Linked DNA regions of Mus musculus: region 1 is linked to region 2. A link is a contact called in public Hi-C data. All regions are on one chromosome and are shown on one strand. Each heading gives the region's core, a stretch centred on a gene start, on an enhancer-like site or on the middle of the called end of the contact. The rest is flanking DNA. Distances are from core to core; before and after follow the strand shown.

Region 1 (3,983 bases), core at 944-3,443, 190 kb before region 2:
AAACAGCTGCAGAAATCTCCAGGCTATATATCTTTGAAAACTCATTTAGGCAACTTCTCTCTGGTGGGTGGCTATTTGAGTTACTATCTTTTATTACAAATTATTAAATTAACATTGCATCTCTCAGCTGGTATCTGGGAGACTTTAGGAGTGCTCATTTCCTTAGAGATAACCTGAAGGTAACAGAACAGAATAGAAAAAGAAAATTAAAGAGGCACTGGAAGGAAAGAAAGCCCCTCACCCCTGCTGGCTGAGAATCAAGAGACTCTCAAATAGCCATGGATTGTGTTAACAGTAAAATAAGCTTTACACTCATAACCCATGCTTAAGGTGTCCTCTGACCTTTCTCTTTATCTGACTAGCCTATAAACCTGTACAGTGTCCCTCATAAACCACCTTAAAATCTCATTCACTTTCTTAAAAGCTTTTTAAAAAATCATATAAACATGCATAGCAAACATTTTGCCTTAATCTTTGAAATCCTTTGACCAAGTCAACCTCAATAGGCATGAAGACCTTACCCATGGCTACTGTTAGACACTCACATGTGACACCCTCTATTGAGCCAGCTCCTACTCTTGCTTCAAGCGAATGAAGCAGTTCTTCACTTTCTTTTGTTTGTCTCTCCCTCTCTCCTCCTCCTTCTCCTCCTCCTCTGGCTTCTCCCTCTCCTCTCTGACTTTGCTAAAGATAATGCTACAACCTTTTCTTAATAATTCTAACTTTACATTTCACTAACTCTCATTTCCATTTCAAACAGCAGACTTTTAGATCTGATAGACAAAGATTAAGCTTTTGGGAGTTTTGATTTGTACTAATTTTTGCTGTAATTATGAGCAGTTGCAAGTACATCTGTCAGCCACTGATATTAATGTGTATATTCAAGCCCATGCCCAAGCCCATGCCCATACACAGTATTAGAGGTGAGAGCAAGCACCCTGCACCCTCGGAGTGCTATTCCTTGGGGGCTTTGTGTCTTGATGTAGGAGAGGAGTGGCTAAGGGTGTGCGGTCTGGGATCTGATATTGTTTAAACCCCAGACCCACCTCTTACAACCCATGTAACTCTGGAAAGTAACCTGACCATTATCTGTAAAAACTAAGAAAACTTTAGAGTAACTAAGAGAACTAAATGTAATCACCTACATGGTGTGTGTGTGTATGTGTGTGTCCCATTTAGTCCTGAGTACTCCCTCCCTTTAACCAGTTAGATTCTCCACATGCACAAAGGAAAGGGAATTGAGAAAAAAAATCCATTATTTTATGTCATTGTCTTCTGAAATCCCAGAACTTATCTTTAGCAAAGAAATCACTGAATTCACAATTTGCCCATTTTTCCAGAACTGTGACATAGTTCCATGGACTGTGGTTTTTACATCTACATGTGATTTTTTAATGTTATCTTCATAAGATTTCAAAGACCTCTATAACACTATTTTATCAATTTTCCAGGAGCTGTTTGTTTTACCCCTCTGCAGCAGTAATATTTTTGTATTTGCAAAACAAAATCCATCATTAAAAATGTCCTCTGAGATGGCCTAGTCGGCCATCAATGGGAGGAGAGGCCCTTGGTCCTGTGAAGATTATATCCCCCAGTACAGGGGAATGCCAGGGCCAGGAAGCAGGAGTGGGTGGGTTGGGGAGCAGGGCAGGGGGAGGGTATAGGGGACTTTCGGGATAGCATTTGAAATGTAAATGAAGAAACTATCTAATAAAAAAAAGTCCTCTGAGCATCACCGTTGGAGAAGGAGGGAAGCAAGGTTAAGGGTGTCCAAAGTTACTGCATACCCTAGTAAGTATTTTCTTTTCTAAAACTTCAATGAACATCTAGAACAAACTTCAATCTCTTGAGTTTTTGTTCCCATAAAATGCTAGTCTTGAAGAAATTAAAATCAGACACACTGATAAACACCATTAAATAGCAATTGCTAACAATCATTTTGAATGTAAAATACCATTCAGTCAGTTGAAGATAGACCTTGTATTAATCCAAATATATAGTCTATTAGTTTAAGGTCCAACTTATTACTATATAGATTTCCAAAACGTTCACACTAAATTTTCCATCTAAATGTCAACTTCAACATATGAGATACCAGGCAAAATAAAAATTAAACCTGAAAACCTCCTTATTAGGGAACCACAGGTCTCCTGACTAATTCCGTCATTTCTACTATGCACAGTACTGCTTTTAAGTTCCTCTTTATGGTAAAGGAAAATCTGACTTCCTGAAATGTACACTCATTTGTAGCTTTAATAGCCCTTGATAGCTTGAGGGAAAAGAAAGCCACATAGAAAACATGAGCCCATCCTCTCTGTTCCGTGGTCTTCTCATCTCCGAGCCACTGTCTTAGCAAAACTCTAGGTTAATCCAAATTACATTACAGTTTTTCATGTGGTTCGGCCTATGTATCTGATTTTTAAAGGGTCATGAATTGTAACAGCCACTGAAAATTATAGACTTGATGGGGTTAATGTCCTCTGTAATTTATCTGGGCTTTTATCCCTCTTTGACTCTCTGCTTCTCCTGCACAAAGATTAAACATGTATCCTTAACTCCAATTGAGGCCATGTATGTAATACGAACTGCAGCAGGAGGAGAGGTTACATGTGAAGAAGGAGGAGCAGTATGCAAACCAGGCACTTGTCCTATACATGACATTCAAACATGTTTCCTCAATGGACCTTTTCCAAGCACAACTCTGTGCCCTTAATTATGATGAAGGCACTACACACAATATTCCCTATTTTAGTAGAAGCCATGCAAGATAGGTAAAAAATAATTCAATTATTGGTGAGGAGCCATTTTTTTCTCTCTTAAATGAATGTCCTTGAACAATTCACTATTAAATCCTGGTGGCCTGAGGCTTTATCATTCTACAATCCATGTTCACATAAATCAAAATGAATAAGGCTTTAGAGCAGCAAACATAGGCACAAGAAGAAGCTGGCTGGCTGAGAGTAAGGTTGCCAAAGACTGCCTTGAGATGACTAAATTGCTAACACATTAATATTAATTTTTTAGCCAAAAACAATAAATTGGCTTCTAATAACATGATATGAAATTGTACATTTGTTGCTATAAAAGCCCTTCCCTAAATGAACACAAGTTTTATGGCAGGTTTGAAACTCTAAGATGTAAGACTGTAGGAATTTATTTGCCATGACAGTCTGTGATGCGGGCTTAGTATAATGGGAGACACAGTGTCCTGAAGAATCAATCCCTCGGCGCATCTTCACCTGTTCTTTCACTATTGTAGATGTGAGTCTGTTGTTGACTGCTCTTTGGCAAATCTAGACTATTTTTTCCTACAACAAAACTAAAAGCTCTGGCCATAAAATATTCAGGATGCATGAAGAATGAACGGGAATACAAGTTCACTGGCTGTGCCTCTTTCCTGTCTCTAAGAAAGATAGCTTTATCCCAAGGCTTTGCTCTGCTTCCCATGGTGTGGAGGGAAGGGGACTGGCTGCTCCCTCGAGAGCCACAGGTACTAGAAAAGGAGGCTCAGGAGAGTGTGCATATCACAGGGGCAACCTCTCATTGCACAGTATACCACATGGTTGCAGCATGACTGACATCTCCCAAGTAGGAAGTGGTTTTATTTACTTAGTAGAGAATAGCGATACAGGTGATGAAAACTTATCCTGAATAAACTACACCCACTCTGGCTTTGCAATAAAGCAAATGAGCTTAGTCTGTTTTATGTGGGACTTTAGGGATCTGTGTCAATACAGTAACACGCTGTTAATTAAATTACCCATCTCGAAAGATAGACCATCGACCCAATAGAAAAAAATCTCTTTGTTTACTTTCCATGTCTTTGCTTCAAGAGGGATAAGATTGTGACGGTGGGAGGAGCAGCTTTGTTTTGAGATGTAAATGGAATTTTCCTACAAATAAGTTTTATTCCATTCATTCTGATCTGTCCTCCAAAATAATTGTCCTTAAATTTTTAATCAATACATTTATTAAAAGCAAAA
Region 2 (3,632 bases), core at 16-2,515:
ATGGCAGACCTCTCCCAAGTGACTGGGAACATCTTTTCTGAGATGTCTCCAAAGCTCCTCTGTCCCTCTGTGTCCAGCACACAAAGGGATAAGTTGCAATTGTTCCCTAGTCAATCAATCCAGGGGCTCCCCAGTGCTCTCTGCCTTCTTGGACCCCAGCTTCTCCCTCACTGCACAGTCCCTGCTCCAGGCATCCAGGTGAGCATCTACCAAAGCAGTATAGGCCCTTCTCTCACCACCTCACCTGGCACCTCTCCAATCTGATCTCCAGGAGCCATTAACAGTGGTGCTTCCTAAGTCTTCATCATACACATACATGTTTGATGCCAAAATCCTTCAACGGCTTCCACAGACTCCTAGCATAGAGCCTAATACCCTTACCTGCTGGCTTCCTCAGATCTTTCTCTGTCTCCTCGCTCTTTTGAGTCCAGACACATTGGCTTAATTTCAGTCATTTAGCACAACTCAAGCCATCCACCCTAGGAAACCTGTGTACCTTCTGTCTTCCCATCCCCGGTTTTCTTTCTAAGCTAAGTTTGTTGTTAGGTACACTCTGATGTCTCTATATGCCTGTAGGCTAAAAGATCCAAGAGAGCAATGACTTAGGACAGCAAGCAGCCCACGGATAGGGGCTCAGGATTTCTAGAACTATGTATTGAATTGAAGTCGCACATGTGTTTAATACTTCTCTGAGCATTACCTCATTTAGCATTGATGCCAGCCTTAATGTTGTGTGACCTTGTCCCACTTTCATAGGCACATGCTAGGGAGCACAGCAGTTTGTTGCAGATCATAAAGAGGGTGAAAGGGGAAATTGAAGACTAAGCAGCCTAGCTGGAAATCAATCCCCTTCTCAAAGGTGCTTTGCCAACCTCTCCTTAGTCCTGTATTGTTCAAAACCTCTGTCAGGAGCACCCACTAGCTGCACCCAGAAATCGAACTGCTCTGAGTTACAGGCCCAGTGTGTCTGCCTTTACTATCTAACTACTGCTGTCCTCCAGATAGTTCTTCCCCATTCACGCATGTTTGCCTAAGAGAGAGAGAGAGAAAACTCTCTTGGCAAATGGAAAACTAAGCCTCTGCTCATAATTACCCAAGTGCCCAAGACATCTCGCATCTCCCTGCCCTGTCCCCACAAACACTACCCAAGCACTTCCACTTCCCCTTGTCCAAAACCCAGTAAACCACTTCAGCTTGTCAAGCAGTAAGAGGAGGGGATCTGCTCCAAAAGCGGCTGAGGAAGAAATGACGTCTGACAAGAGGCTGATGAGTCATCCTGGGAGCCCTGCAGAGTTTTCCAGAAACCCACTGTCATCACAATGGACCTGATAAGAGAGAGGCAGGGAGGTCAGTCAAGGCAGTACTAGAGTTGTGTGTTCACAAGCAGAAGAATATGGGTATGCCCTAAAAGGGGGGCGCGGGGGTTAGGGGTGTCTCTAGAGCCTGCATGAGGGTAGCCCTACTGAGTTTAGTCTCTGAAGATAAATTTCTGACTTTTGGCCTCCCAAACCATAAAATGATAACTTTGTGTAGCTTAAGCCACTAGGTAGGTGTGTGTGTGTGTGTATTTAGCAATTTGCAACACTAGCCACAGGAAACCAACACATCAGGCTTATCCTCTCTTCCCACTCCATAATCTTTCCATTACCTGAAGCCAACAGGAAGCCAACTGGCTGAGAAGCAAGAGAAGGATCCAGGCAAGTGCGCTCTGCCCTCTGGGACCCCTTTAGTGTGCTGTTGAATCTAGCATGTTCACATTTACAAAGCCCATTTTTCTCAGTCCTATTTTCAAATCCTTTATAGTGTACACACATCTTTTTCCTACGTGTATTCTGATTTAAGTGTGTTTGGGGAGCGGGAAAGAATGACAAATTAAAACCATTTACAGCAACAGGAACATGTGTACAACACTCACTCTCTCCTGATTCATTCAAACTTCATTGCTTGCTTACGCCTTAGAACCAAGAACGGCATGTGGCCAAGAAATACTTGAATGAAATAGTCATATGATTTTATAGATTTGTTTTAATTTTTTTCCTGTTTTATTATCGTATGAATCAAAACAGGTGCCATTAGCTCATCTTTCGCAGTAACAGTGGTAATTCAAACATTCTATAAAATGAAAGCATTTCATCAAGACAAATGCCACCACACTATCACGTGTGTGGCTCCCTTCTCTGAGTCACATCCCATCAATGTGACTTGGCAGCTCATCAGATCCCATCAGCCCAGTGGTTGAAAAAAAAAAAAAAATGGGTCACTGCACCGTGACAAAAGGACAGTCGATGAACATACAAGCAATTAAGAAAAGTTTGAGCCCCAGTGGTCACAAATGCCCAGAGGAAGCTTGTCCTTGAAGTGTGTGGGTGCCAGAGGCAGCACACAGGTCACTAGCAGCCCACCAGGGACACTTTTAAGAATCCAGACAGAAGGAAGTGGCTGAAAGCCACTGCTGAGGAGGACCCGAGGACTGGGGGAGGGGTCACTTTCTGCATTTATTAGCATTTAATTGAAACATTCTGCAGTCTTCTGTCCCAGGACCTTTGCAAAAAGTGGGAAGGGATCTCAACAGAAAAACTCAACAAGTATTCACTAATGAAATTTTATTTTTGCATACTTGTTATGGGAGTAGGTAAGGCTCACATGCTGTGAAGGTAAAATTCTACCGGACATACATACACAAAATACACATGGGGAGTGGTACTCATAAGCAAGCTAGCAGAGAGCTGGTGGTTATGGGAGTTGCATGATGGACCCATAAGAACTCATGTTCTTGTCTTCTTAAAATTTTAACTATGTGTTTTTAAATTTTCCACAAAACAGGTCATGTTGGGCTGGAGAGATGGCTCAGTGGTTAAGAGCACCGCCGACTGCTCTTCTGAAGGTCATGAGTTCAAATCCCAGCAAACACATGATGGCTCACAGCCATTCATAATGAAATCTGATGCTCTCTTGTGGTGTGTCTGAAGACAGCTACAGTGTTCTTACATATAATAAATAAATAAATCTTAAAAAAAAAAAAAACAGGTCATGTTGCTCTCACTGATGGCAGGTTTTGCTCCTCCCTCTACTGTTTGCTTTACAAACTCCTCTCCAGGTTTCCTTTGTGCTCTTTGTCTGGGAAGCCAGAAACTCTGCTCTCTGTGATTTTCTGTGCTTCTATGAAAAGTGGATGCCTGGTCTCTGAGAGGAAGGGTGGTAGCATCCAGGCTGAGGCCTGGGAAACTAGGGGTTGCTGAAGGAGAGAGAAAATCTACAAAGTATCCCCCTCCACTGAAACATGGTACTGGGTCCACTTCATGGGGTCAGCTCACCTGCACTAGATGGCTCCTGGCCCCCAAAGGGTACCCAGACCCTAAAGCAGCAGACTCTAACACAGCATCACTCCAAGTAGCATCAGCTGAACACCCAGCTGAAGCCACAGCACAGGGCTCAGCTCAGGGAAAATCAGGCTGAAGATACAATAGCCTCTGAGTGCCATCTTCCTGAGCTAAAGTATAAATATCTCTAAAGATGGAAGACTATTGACTGACTTGGGTATAAATGGGTCATTTCAACAACTTTAACTAAATGAAGAAGCCAGAGATCCACAGCCAAACACCAGGCAGAGCTTGGGAGTCATGCAGAAGAGT

The links. Hi-C and Micro-C count contacts between places; a contact is called where the count stands out from the background.
Region 1: a Hi-C map of bone marrow-derived macrophages shows a contact between it and region 2, with 32 read pairs. The contact joins two enhancer-like sites. A contact is called at or near these places in 3 of 484 Hi-C or Micro-C datasets (the HPC-5 cell line and bone marrow-derived macrophages) and 1 of 115 datasets of contacts at active chromatin or transcription factors (heart atrium).

The regions. Positions count from the first base shown.
Region 1 is chr3:109,446,676-109,450,658 of GRCm38.p6, reverse strand. The region is part of intron 2 of Vav3 (vav 3 oncogene); the gene reads right to left. Among named protein-coding and RNA genes, the nearest start is that of Vav3, 110 kb to the right of the region's middle. Within about 2 kb of position 2,193, at least 35 of the 459 cell types and tissues checked have an H3K27ac peak or open chromatin away from gene starts, as enhancers often do. A contact at or near this core is called in bone marrow-derived macrophages, where this site is marked.
Region 2 is chr3:109,252,759-109,256,390 of GRCm38.p6, reverse strand. No RefSeq gene overlaps it. Among named protein-coding and RNA genes, the nearest start is that of Vav3, 86 kb to the left of the region's middle. Within about 2 kb of position 1,265, at least 129 of the 459 cell types and tissues checked have an H3K27ac peak or open chromatin away from gene starts, as enhancers often do. A contact at or near this core is called in bone marrow-derived macrophages, where this site is marked.